Linked DNA regions of Mus musculus: region 2 is linked to region 1. A link is a contact called in public HiChIP or PLAC-seq data. All regions are on one chromosome and are shown on one strand. The core of a region is the stretch at or near the end of the contact, and the rest is flanking DNA. Distances in the headings are between cores, read along the strand shown. Region 1 has its middle 22 kb from the start of Hhipl2. Region 2 has its middle 7.4 kb from the start of Gm39724.

Region 1 (6,645 bases), core at 3,650-6,149:
TGGCTCAGAAATCAAGAGCACTTACTGCTCTTCCAGAGGACTTGGGTTCAGTCCCACGCACCCACAAGGCACCTTACAACTGCCTCTCACTCCAGATCCAGGGGATCTGATATACATGGGATATGTATGCATACATGCAGGCAAAATATCTGTACCCACTAAAAATATAACTAAGAGAGGGAGCAGGATTCTGACAGGTCTCTCTCCAAATCAGGAACAACATCCAGGACAGCATGGATGCTTAGTTTAAAGAGAACACAGTGTCGTGTACCAGGGCTGCTATGGCTTTTAGAGGTGATGTGGGCACCGCTCTAACGGGGCTGAACATACTCTGAAGGGTTTTTTTCTTTCTGATAGAAACAAGCTGTACCTTTCTCTTCCGAAGGTACACTCACTAGATCGACACTCCTGAGCCTCTTCGCTTCGTGCTCTTCTATCTTTATGGAAGATTCGCAGTATTACCCATCTCTTCTCGAACTCCATTTTCAGGTCTTGTTCATCCACCCCTCCCCCTCTCCTAGGTTCACCCGCACCCCTTTCCTTATTAACAGTTCTCGCAAGTACTCTGCAGGTTAGAAATAAACTCCAGGCTGTAGCTCTGAGATCTCAGACTTCTTACTTTTCAGATGTCTACGGAGGCCAGAAGAGGGTGTCGGAACCACGGGACTCAGGATTCCGGGTGCTGAGAACTGAAGGGGGATTCTGGGGGCATTTACAAGAGCAGAACGTGGAGAGTTATTTTTTCAGCTCTATTCTGAACTCTGTTCGAATGGGACGATGGTGGGTGGGTCTAGGGAACAGAGGTGAAAGGATTCTCTGAAATTCTGGGAAGCTGGGCGGGCGTGGGGAGGGGCGGAGAGTTTCCCTGGCCCAGAGTTCTTGCCGAACTAATCATGGATAGTCACCCAGCGAGCTTTCACGGAAGGGCACAGTGAGGCCAACGTGTGTTCCGTTTCCTCAAAATTTATGGAGTTGAAAGGCTCAGGAGGGAAAGAAAACAAAAAACAAGGACCAGCTGGTGGGGACGGGGCTGGGGGCCGGGGTAGCAGCGACCGGAGAATGATAAGGTGGTCCGAGTTCTGGCTGGAGACATCTCGGATGAAGCCAGAGTGCTTGGCTGTGGTGCAGAGAACCACTTTAGGAGAGGACACTAAGGAGCAGAGCTGGGGTTTATTATGAAGACGCTTTTAACACAGATTAAAGCATGGGTGTTAGAGGAGGCTGGACGCTTAGAGCAAGGTCGGTTGACACACAGCGTGGGCCCGGGGGTCTCGGTTACAGCCTTGTGCGCGATTGTGGTGGCTCCTGAAACGCATTAAAGCTTTCTTGGGAACTTTCTTTATCCTCTTTCCCTTTTGGTAAATGGGTACACAGAGCTCCTGAGACACCTTGGATAGCATTATACTCTGATAAGCTAAAACCACACTAGCAAAGAGGGGAAATTAATTATAATTATACATTTTATTTCATCCAGCATGTTCCAACACTGTAAGCAGTTAAGTCTTCCTAATGACAGAGTTTACATTCTTTCTCTTCTTTAGTTCTGAGTTTTCTAAGTGGAGGTATGGTTGTTCTCATCTTAATTCGGTAAGGTCATACTTCAAACGGCCTTCAGTCTGTGTATCCTTTATCAAGCCCTGGCCCTGAGATCTGGGTGAAAAATCCCTAGCCCGGAAAATTCATGAGTTCAGAAAAGATTCTTGGCGCTCTACCCCAAGTGTCCCAGCTCAGAGGGTGTTCTAGCATCCAAGAAAAAAACAAAACAAAACAAAAAACAGAGAACGGCTCTAACCAGGAAAGCAGTCGGGAACTTTCGTTTTGGGAGTCCCTCCTCCACCCTTGCCCTTGGCAGGACAGGACTTTGGAGCCATACTGGGCTGGCGAGCTGGGGCTGCCACGTGTCGGCCACAGCGCAGGGCGGTGTCCGGGTCCAGCGGGCCACAGTCCCAAGGCCAAGTGTGGGAGGCTCAGCGGGTCCTCGTCCTCAGCCATGGTTAGAGTGGCACCACAGCGCCTCTCACCGGCCGACCCGCGTAACTGCAGGCCTGGCGCCTCCGGGTTGCCAGAGGCCAAGTTTGCTTCCAGGAGCGCTTTGCCTTAGAAAGAGACGGTGGAACTTCAAAGCTCCATTTCTGGCGAACCAAGTAAAAACCTGGTTCAGTAGTAAGCCCCCAACCCCATCCACCTTCCTCTTGCTTTTGTTATATTCCAGGATTTCCCCTGCCCCTTGCTGCGCCACTTCTAAAATACCTGGCATCCATGTGCATTTCTTTGGAAGCATCCCCAGGCACTAACATCTTAGGAATCCTTTCCCCATTGCATCTTTTCTGCTTGTTTAAGTGATGTTTTTATTCTTGGAGAGTTCCAAATTATATCCAGTCACCTACCGCCTCCTCTAGCTCTCTCTAGGGCCTCGATCCCTCTCCTTTCCCCTTCGCGTCTTTTACTTTTTTTTGTTATCGATCACCCCTTGAACACAACAGGTGCTGCCCATACGCACATGAACGTGGACCACCCACTAGGGCATGAGCAACCGTTCAGTGGCCTGGTCCCTCGGCAGCTACCTCATAGCTTCTCCTGTGTGGTGGTGGGGCCCATGCTGTAATTTTGACTGGCTCGATTTTGTGCTGGTAACCACAGCTAATGTGATTCCATGCATGCAACAGCCATTTCATGCCTAAAAAGTGAGTGTTTCGCAATTCTCTCCCCTTCTCTCCCCCTACCCCCAGTCTCCAGCTTTTGACATTCCATCTGCCCCTTCTGTGAAGTTCCCTGAGCACTGGATTGTGGGAGGTTGGTGTGGATGATCCATCTGTAGCCGAGTGCCCAGTTATTTATACTTGGCACTTTGACCTGTTATGAATCTTTACATGAACCACGACCCACGGCCAAAGGAAGCTCCTCTGACTAAAGGTGAGGGAAGCAGGAATCTATGGGCACAGACATACATATTTAGAAGGTAGTGTGATAGTATGACCACTTAGCACAAAAGCAAAAACCAAACCAAACCAAACCAAGCCAAACCAAGCCAAACCAAAACATCATCATCATCATCACCACCACCACCACCATCATCAACAACAGCAGCAGCAGGTAGCCCACAACCCCTAGACAGGCCTGTGATCGCCTCAGTCTTGGGCTTTTGACCGGGTTTACAGCACCAAGGATGTCAAGGATGAATTTCCTTCTGTGGAGCAGGCCTCACATCCGACCTGAGAACGGTTGGTTACCTGCTTAGCTGTCATGTCTCTAAATTCCAGCGAGCACTTCCAGCCACCAGGTCAGTGCAGTGAGGATCACAGCTGTGTAAGACTGCTGGTGACTTTTCTCCTCCAGAGACTGGCACAGGACCTCTGGCCTGGGTAAGCTAAGCCAGCAGAGTTCCCTGGCCAGCTCGGGTTGTTTCTCTATGTTGTGCATCATAAGGGAGAGGTACCTTCGGTAATGGGGTCTCACCATCTAGTTCTGGAGGGCAACCAAGAGCAATGGCAGCAGCCTGTGTTGTGCCGGGTGCCTCTGGGGGCCCCCTTAACCATAACTCACAGGGAGGGATTGCCTGCCTGGCTCTGAGATCATTATTTATAACTTACGTCTTCTGGGGGCAGCGTTATTCACCCATGCAGAATCCTCCTGATATATATATATCCCCAAACAGCGCCACCTACTGGGACCAAACGTTTAAATACACGAGACTATGGGGATCATTTTACATTCAAGCTTGGGAACCTGAGCTCCAGACCCAGGGTTTTCAATCAGGGGTGGTTTTGCACCTCCCAGCCCAGGGAAACAATGGCAATACCTGCAGACACTTTGATAGTTGTAACAGGATGGAGTCGGGGGTTGGGGTTGCGACTGGCATTTCCTCAGCAAAAGATAGGGGTACTGTTAGATGCTTGTGGTGAGCAGACAGCTTCACAGTAACACAGACCGCTTTGACCCAGTGGTGCCAAGGTCAAGAAATCTCAGTCTCTACATATCTGTAAGGCACTGGAAGTCTGGAGCTGGCAGTGCTGAACCAGCTCGGGCTTCATGCAGCGACAGAGCATCAGCAAGGGCTGTAGAGGCCGCCTGTCCAGAAGCCTATCTATTCTCTTTTGTTTTTTCTCTCATGATCATGTATTTTTTAAATTTCCTTTGATAGCAGTGCCATACATGTGGAGACCAGAGGATGCATTTGAACTGATAAGGACTAGGTAGAACTGAAGGGCTAGATGGAATGTTAAGGCCTAGGTATAACGTTAAGCCTAAGTAACTCTTACGTGGCTAGCCTGCCATTTTGCGCTGTTACTAGTATTATAAGGAAACTTCCTTATGTGCAAGTTGATTGCATATTCTCTTAAATTCTTTGCTCTTGGAAACTGAGCACAACAGAGGTTAGTTAGAACTGCTCTGTATAGTTAGCCAAAATGAGCTTTGACCCAAATCAGCCAATCAGCAGCACTTCCTGCATATGTGTATAAGCTTGTATGGTATCTGCTTTTATAAGCTGCCCCTGGTGTGAGCCTGAGCATAAGAGAGACATCTGCATCTATTAGAAATAAGACTTCTATTTTGAGTAAGTGTTGAGAGGCTACCGTGGAAAACACCTTCTACCTCTTTCTTGCACGTGAAGAGCAGAGTACTGGGAGAATATTCTTGTACTCCAAGTTCAGAGACCATGGTCAGGAAGGCTAAATAAAGACAAGAGGGCCACCTCTCTCCGTGTCTGTGCTGGGGACACCTGGAGACCACATCGGCTTCTCTGCCTTGAGTTCATCATTTGTAAGCAACAGCTGCTAAGGAGAAAGGGTGGGGCAGGGCTGGCAAGTGAAGAACTCGCCCAGCTTCCTTGTTGGTGACACAGTCGTCGCTTGTTTACATTAAAGATAAAAAGGGCACAGCACAAGACTGCCAGGCAAAGTCTGGTGAGTAAGTAGAGAAGAATTCGGAGAAAACTTTCCTTACAAGAGGACCTCGTTGTCCTCTTGGCTGCAGTTAAGTGAGTAGTCAGTAGGTGGCGCTAGGTCACCACATAAGAGATTGCCTGCCCTGGCTGCAAATCAGTCTTGGAGCTCACACACTCCTCCTGAGAGAGGAAAATAGAGTAACAGGAGAGATTTAGTTCTTAAAATAAGTCAGCAGCCTAGTGAAGCAAGCACGACCACGGCAGGTACATTTTCTTGCTTGAACTGGCGGAGAAGGACGTTTGCTGCCAGGGGCTCTGGTTGCAGATTCCAAAGGATCAAAACACAAACGTAGATGAAGTCTCTCAGCAGGCCTGGCTTCACAGGTGAATCTGAGCCATCTGGTGCTGGCCGTACCGGCCCTAAGAATGCGATCCAGCAGGGACAGTATTCTGTGGTGACAGTTCAGAGGGAAGGGCTTTGTCACCCAGGCCCCTGTTTTCGCTGTCAGTGCTGATGCTGGGACCCCAGCTTGCGACCGTTTAGTAGACTTAAAGATTTAACGTGATCAGGCTATTTCTGGATAATGGTTTCTGCTTCCTTGCCTGGGGACTGAGCAAAAGACTCAAGAAAAAGGACCCCGAATAGCAGGTTGAAATGGTGCAGAAGAGTCTCCCCGATATTGAGAACTATGTTCCTGGAAAATGGGGCAGAGCAGGTTCTGGTATTTTGAGAGAGTCAAATACCCGATCATTATAGCACAGATTTGACAGAAAGAAAGGGGAGGAGAAAGATGGCGGGCTAAAGACACAGCAGGGTGGTAGGAATATATCAATTATACATAGTAACATAATAATATATTAATTATACATAATAGTTTCACTGTATTTCCATACACACATCTAAAGCATCTGCTATATTCACTCTCTCTTGTTCCCACCCCATCCAACCTGGTCCCCTCCCTCTTCCTAACACCCACTCCCCCCTTTCAACTTTCATGTTGTTTTTTGTTGCCGTTGGCCCGGTGCATTTCACTAGGATGCTTAGAGGATGAAAGGTTGTTTACTGGAACACAGGCAACTTAGTGTTGGTCACACCACTGAAGAAAGTGTTTTCCCTTCCCCCAGTAGCCATGAGCTGCTCAGAGCTCCTCAGAGAGGAGTTGGGTCTCTAGAGCCCCTCTTCCCTCCTAAGATGCTGATGGCCTTGTCCGGTGTAGGTCATCACAACGGCTGTGAGCTCAGACATGTAATTACCATGTCGTGCCTAGAAGACAGTGCTCCCAAGCAAAGAATTTTGTTTCTTAAATATGTGGGTGACCTTTGGGTGTATATCACTCCCTGTTCCCAGGAGTTTCTGAAGAGCCACTGGTCACAGGCCCGAGAAAGCAGTAAGTCAGTAGGACAATCGATAACCAGAATTTATAGACCCGAATAAAGGAATCAGTAAATTTGAGTTCCACAACAGCATACAGATCTTCTTCTGCAGATGACACACGTTGCTTCATGAATGATCATAATGGAAGCCTCTATAAATTGATGATGCTTGTGGATCTCAGCTCTACCCAACAGTGCAGCTTCCAGCTGGAGATACTGGCAACCTGGCTGTGGGATGCTATTCCCCAGGTCACCTCACATTAGCGTGGACCCTCAAGACCTCTGTTCTAGCAAACAGAGTTTCTTTTTTTATGCCTTGTGGGCAATAAGTGCCCAGGTGGCTCACTTTCATGTAGGGATAAAGTTATAAGCAGGACCCACGTGGG
Region 2 (6,693 bases), core at 2,437-4,936, 180 kb after region 1:
AAAATTCTCTGTGTATGTGTGTGTGTGTGTATACATATGTGCATCTGTGTGTCTGTGTGTGTCTGTATGTGTGTCTCTGTGTGTGTTTTGTGCATGTGTGTGCATATGAGTATGTGTGTATGCATGTGTATGTGTGCATATGTGTGTCTGTGTGTATATGTAAGTGTGTATGCATGTGTGTCTGTGTGTGTCTGTGTATGTGTGTTCAGGTGAGTATGTGTGTAGTGGCTATTCCTGGTTGCCAACTTGACAATATTTGGAATGAACTACAATCCAGAATTGGAAGGCTCACCAGTGACCCTTATCTGGAGGCTTGGAGATCCTTATCTGGATCTTGGTATGGAGATCTTGAGCCATAGTGGCTATGGATTCCAGAAGATTGAATCTCCGAGTTCAAGGAACATACCTTTAATCTGGGCTACGCCTTTCATCTGGGATTAAGGGTGTGGTGGAACACACCTTTAATCTGGACTACACCTTCTGCTGGAGACAATATAAGGACATTGAAAGAAGGGAGTCTAGCTCTTGCTCTTGCTCCTTCGCCTGCTTGCTGCGTGAGACTGAGTAACTGCTAGATCCTTGGACTTCCATTCACAGCTGCGACTGAACAATTGTTGGGAATTGGGCTGCCTACTGTAAGTCATCAATAAATTCCTTTACTATCTAGAGACTATCTGTAAATTCTGTGACTCTAGAGAACCCTGACTAATACAATGTGTAAGTGTGTGCATGTATATGTGTGTGTGTAAGTGTGCATGTGTGCATATGTGTGTGTGCATGTGTGTGTGCATGTATATATGTGTGTGTGTGTAAGTGTGCATATGTGTGTGCATGTATATGTGTGTGTGTAAGTGTGCATGTGTGCATGTGTGTGCGTGTGCGCGTGCTCATGCATGTGGAAGTCAGAGGGCAACCTCAGGCATCACCTTTCACCTTGTTTATGCCAGGGTCTTTGCTATTTGCTGTGGTGGACATTGGGCTGTCTGGCCTGTGAGTTTTCAGGGATCTCTGCCTCCACTTTCCATCTTGCCATCTGAGCACTGGGACTGCACATTTTTATTACTTGGCCTGGTAATAGAAGCCATGTCCTTATGGTTATGCAGAAGTGCTTACCCACTGAGCCATCATCCAGCATCGAAATCATCATCTTTTCTTCCTAAGAGATTCTGGACAGGAGCCTGGAGCTGAGAACAGACACGTGGGAGATGTCCCTCTGAGCAAGCTGTGGGTGCCTAGGGGCAAGTGTTTTATCTTCTAGGGTGAGATGAGGCTAAAGATACTCTGGCCTTAAGTGTAACGAGAAACCTGGGCAGCAGCCCGGGGACTTGATGATGGAGACAAGCTGGGAAGAATCTGAGAAGTCACTTAAAAGAACTACAAAACTAGCACTCAAAACTGTTAAGGACTGCTAAAAAAGAAACAGAAAAATTATATTAAATTCACTTTGAATGCATTTTCTACGTGCGTCCTCCTCAGTGTGGCTAGCCCCCTTTACTAGCTGTGCTGTGATTTTCTGTTGATAAAGCCCCCAGTAACCCCAGTGTTTTGCCAGTATCCGAACTCCAACACGAGCTTGTATTTCAGAGATAGCCAAGTCCTTCTGCCAGTATTTGGTAGTCATTGTTGGATGAGGTTGTCCTCCCTGGGCCCTGCGTATGCTTATACATTCTGTCTGGAATTTTCCAGAATGCAAAGCTTGGCCATTCTTTTCCTGGGTCATTGCTCAAAGTCATGTTTCCAATGAACAACCATAAAAAAATGAAGTTACGACTTCCTTTGGAACTCAGTGTGGGCTCTCTATAGAGAAGGCAGGCGGCTTTAAGTTGCTCCCGTAGGGATTTGAGGTGGGGAAGACAAAGGCAACCCAACACAAACATGAGCTCATTCTGTTCCTGAGCCATGATTAATAACTGTTTCTATGGTCTGAATCTCATGTCTTTTGTCAGCACCCAGGAAACAGCACAAAGTTAACTCTTTAGCTTCTGAGTAGGACAAGAGTTCTGGACACTAACATAACCATTGCTTACTGTAGGAAACATATCTCTTTAGGGTAAAGAAAGAGGAAGCCAAGGAAGAACACAGCTGAACACGTATCTTGGCGTGTTATTCACAGAGCCATCTAGGTCTGAACAACTGAAGTCCAGGTTTCTGGGGGGGGGAGCCTATTCAAAATCCATGGTGAAGATCCTACTTCTTAGAGTGGAAGAAAGGTACAGAGAAGATGCAGGTAAACTTATCCTTGCAAGAGAAAGTTTCTGTTTCTGTGAGGATTTGGGATTGAGAAGGAAACGAGATTAGAGTCTTAGGCTGTTCATAGAGACTCTCGGGTTTACACATTAGGGGCTGGACACTGGCATGGAAGAAACCTTTATTAGTCTATTTTCTGTTGTGATAACAGAATGCCTGAGGCTGGATGGTGTGTACAGAAAAGGGGTTCCTTTGACTCATAGTTTTGTTCAGTGCCTGGGGAGGGACCCCTCTAGCTTTCTCTAACATATTGACCACAGCCTGCTGTTGACATAAAGCAGGAGTTCACACGGAAGGGAGTGTGCCATCACACGGTGAACCAGGATGTAAGGAATTCAGGAGGTTTTTAAAAGTCAGAATGGAAGTTGTTTGAGAGCTTGCCAAACATGGCTAATTTCCATTTTTGCTGACTTGATGGTTTTAAACTATAAAATATAGGAACTTCTGTTTTGCTTTGTTTTGTTTTGAGACAAAATATTGCTTTGTAACCCGTGATGAACATGAACTCTTTCTGCCTCTCAAGTGCTAAGGTTACAGGGGTAACCATTGGGCCTGGCCAGAGCCATTCCTATAGTCAACAATGTCAGGTGCCTGGAGACATTTTCAAAATCCAACATTGGCTTCCTTCCTATTACTATTCAGGTCATGACCACTGTTCCTGACTGCCTAGTAGAGTCTGACATGACAGACTATAGAAAACGATGACAAGTGAGCTCTGCTTTTGGGAAAAAAATGCAGATATGGAGTATTGGTTTGGCTTGTTGATTTCCTTCTGAAGAAACGGTGACCAGCAAACTCATTTCATAGCTGTGTCATTAGGCCAAGCACTGGTGCTGATGTGGGCCAGACTGGCTGGTTGAGAGCAGCATCTCTGGGGAGTGGTCATGGCAACAGCCATCCAAGACAGGGGCACTTGGCTCCTCTGTAGATATGGAATTTAATGGAGACTCTGGGTTGTTTATCTCTTTGAACCTCTGCAGGTAGGTGAGTGCAGTGGCGCTTTAAACACATATTAATCTGGCTACTCAGATTCATACTCAATGCTGGCCTGTTTATCTATGGGCCCATGAGGTTTGGCTTACTCTTCCTGGGAGATGGATTCATAATTTCATATAGAAGATATCATAATCACCATTGCCTATAGAGATAATGTCTTGTTAGTCCGTCAGCCACTTGTTTTTAAAATTTAAGTCATTATGGAAAAAATAGATCACACATCACTGGTTTATTCATTTTGAGGATTAGTTTGTAGTGGAGTTGGTAGAAAAAAATTAATACCAGCAATGCAAATATTTGGCTAGCATAGAACATCAGGCTATAATTCTTCTTCATACCTAAAAAATACATAAAAATATAAATTTTCCCCCAGGGCCTGGATCCTTGGTTAGTGTCTGATGTAGAGACAAAAGAATGTCTCCCTATGTTTAGTGACAAGCAGATGGGCATGAGAGAGGACCACAGGAGGACACCACCTGCTGAGTGGTGTGCATGTCACGTTTGTTGGCAGAACATTGCAGAGGGAAATTGGAAAAAGATTCTCAAAGGCCTCATGAAGGACATGTTACATCCTCCTTTCTCTGTAAGATGAGCCATTCACAACACCTTCCATTTCTAACACAGACAGTTGTAACACTCAGAAATCAGCCTCATTTAGTTTAATCTTAATGACACTCCAGAAGTCACTGCAGCAGGAAGAGATCTGATATAGGAAGAAACATTATTGTGACAGGAATTAGCATCGATGTTTATTCGTAGCTTGAGAGAATTTAGCTTATTGATAGAGGTATTTTTATATGTGATTGGGCTCACAGCAGAGGTAAAGATAGAAATTACTTGGTCAGGATGTCAAGCATTTTACATAGCCTCGAATGTCATATATCTGACTATAATAGCTTTACCTGGAAACACCCTAGAATTATGCCGTGATATTATTTGATAGTGTGTGGGATTCAGTAGATGGTAGATTATTATAGCTTTAATTTAAATAAATGTGATTACTCAGGTCCAGCTGGATTTTTATTGTATAACAGACTCAACAGAAATGCTGTCTGACACTATGGGATCTATGGCTTGTGTGCTAGAAGAATCCTTTTGAAATCATAGCATTTATTAAAGAGTTATGGATCATCTGGAGTAAGAAATAGTGCTCTGGGGACCAGGGAGATAGGTCACTTGTGAAGGTGCCTCCATGCCATCACAAAACCCGAGTGTGGACCCCAGCTTCCATGTGAAAAATCCAAGTGTGGGCTGCACACTTTTAATCCCAGCATTGGGGATCCAGAGACAAGAGGATCCTGGGAGCTTTCTGGCCAGTCAGACTAGCTGAACTTGTGGGTCTCAGGTTTGGTGGGAGACCCTTTTCCCAAATAAGTTGGTGAGGGACTGAGGGACTGAGGGACTGAGGAAGACATGCAACATTGTCCTATGGCTTCTCTATACAGGTGTACACATGTATACTCACCTGTGTGTGTGCACGCTCACACACACACATACTCACTCACGCACACACAAAGAGAGTGACAAAGAGAAAGGGGAGAGAAAAGAAGAAGGAGAAAGAGAAGGAAAAAGAAGAGGCGAAGATGGTGGTGGAGGAGGAGGAGAAGGAGAAGGAGAAATACTGTTTTGCTTCCTAGCTTTCATTGTGTAATTTCTTTCCTTGGGTGAGGAATGATTTATTGAATAGGTAGCTCACATTTTACAAGAGAGAAGCCAGAGAACAGCCATAGCAAATACAGTGCCAGCCAGAAGTGGTGAAAATAGATTTCACAAACCAGGGAGCCATGATTTGTGCGGATTTCTCGCTACTCATACAAAAATCTGAAAGTAATCACCATCTGGAGCTGACATGAACTCTCCAAGAGCAAGTTGAGGCAAACTCATTTGTTATATGTGCAAACCTGTCCCTATACCTACAGCTGTCTGTGTCATTGTGCCTAAGCCAGATGCATCTACATTCAGAACTGATGTGTGTGTGTGTGTGTGTGTGTGTGTGTGTGTGTAGATCAAAGGAGTCCTGAAGCAAATAGAAATTTTGGTGTGTGATGTGGGAAGATCTTCTATTATACCCTCAAGAAATGTAGACTTGGGAATTCTGGGCTGAAGTGCACAAAACATGTCAAATTCACAATTGATTGGATGTCTTGTCAACTGCCCATCTAACTTAAAGAGCACTGGAATTGTGGGGGGGAGCGGGAGACAGAGAGACAGAGAGACAGAGAGAGAGAGAGAGAGAGAGAGAGAGAGATCTAAGCTCACAGTTCTGACTCATGCTATTTTTTTGTATAGTTTTACAAAAGAATGGGAGGAACAAGCAAGCAGTTATGAGCCTGTTATATGGTACCTTTGTACCAGTGTAGACAGGATAGAGTGGAAAAGTTCCACTCAAGCTTGTGACTGGGACCTAGAAAATCACTATGAAGTGTGGGTCTCATCCTGACAGGAAAAGGCCAGAAGAACTTCAAATCAACCATTTTTTTTTTTTTTTTAAAATCAGAGAACAAAGCCCAAATTCTCTAAAGAGCAGACAGAATTCGGGTCTTTCCAGAAGGTAAAAGACCTGTGTTTCTCTCACCCCCCCCCCCAGGGTGGAGCAATTAGCCTACCTTTTGGGGCTTATTCCAGTCACACTTCTCAGCAGCAGACACAGAGGCTGATGGACCAGAACAAAACCTCCCCAGACCAGTGTGAATCACCACAGACACAGAGGCTTAGCATGACAGAAATGTACTCTCTTTAGTTCTAAAGCTAGAGGCTAAAGTGAGGCTGTCAGAATGAATGTCTGTGTCCCCTACCAAAGCTCAATGGAAATTACTTTTCTAGTAGCTTCCTATCTCTGGTGCTCCTGGCAATCCTCAGTGGTCATAGGCTCACAGCTGTGTCACTCCAGTCCATCTCCACCTTCACCTTGCTGCTGGATCTGTTTCTACTTTCTCTCTTCTATTGAGAACTATCAGTGCTTTCAGCACCTGCCTTCAGGCTAATGTACTGTTGTTTTGATCATTGTCTTCCACATATCTGTAAACCCTTTACCTTCAAATACATTGCCACTCTGAGGTTCTGGCTGGATACACATCTGGGGAGAACTCTATTCCACCCACTGTAGAACCTCAGACAGTGAGCTCACATTAACCCCATCCTGATTACTTACAGCACGGCAAGCTAGGCCACAGCTCGGCAAGCTAGCCCACAGCTCTGGCTGGGAGTGAGGACTTTGAATTTTAGCTGCTCCTGAGGCTGAGGCAGGAGGATCCCATGTTGAAGCTTGCCTGGGTTACAGAGTGAGTTAAAAGCCAGCCTGGGAAACTTGATGAGACTCTGTGTCAGAATAAAAAGTAAAAGCAAACGTGAGGTATAGAGTGTGGTAGAAGATTTGCTTAGTTGTGTGCAGGTTACTGGGTTTATTCTTAGTGCTTTCAATCAAGAAAGCAAACAAAACCAGTTAGCCAC

What was found. HiChIP or PLAC-seq counts read pairs in DNA pulled down with a chosen protein or histone mark.
Region 2: an H3K27ac HiChIP or PLAC-seq map of VIP interneurons shows a contact between it and region 1, with 2.3 times the contacts expected there. The contact joins two enhancer-like sites. A contact is called at or near these places in 2 of 15 datasets of contacts at CTCF or cohesin (the NIH/3T3 cell line and large pre-B cells) and 2 of 115 datasets of contacts at active chromatin or transcription factors (VIP interneurons and pancreatic cancer cells).

What each region holds. Positions count from the first base shown.
Region 1 is chr1:183,437,297-183,443,941 of GRCm38.p6, forward strand. No RefSeq gene overlaps it. Among named protein-coding and RNA genes, the nearest start is that of Hhipl2, 22 kb to the left of the region's middle. Within about 2 kb of position 4,900, at least 48 of the 459 cell types and tissues checked have an H3K27ac peak or open chromatin away from gene starts, as enhancers often do. A contact at or near this core is called in VIP interneurons, where this site is marked.
Region 2 is chr1:183,620,750-183,627,442 of GRCm38.p6, forward strand. No RefSeq gene overlaps it. Among named protein-coding and RNA genes, the nearest start is that of Gm39724, 7.4 kb to the right of the region's middle. Within about 2 kb of position 3,687, at least 3 of the 459 cell types and tissues checked have an H3K27ac peak or open chromatin away from gene starts, as enhancers often do. A contact at or near this core is called in VIP interneurons, where this site is marked.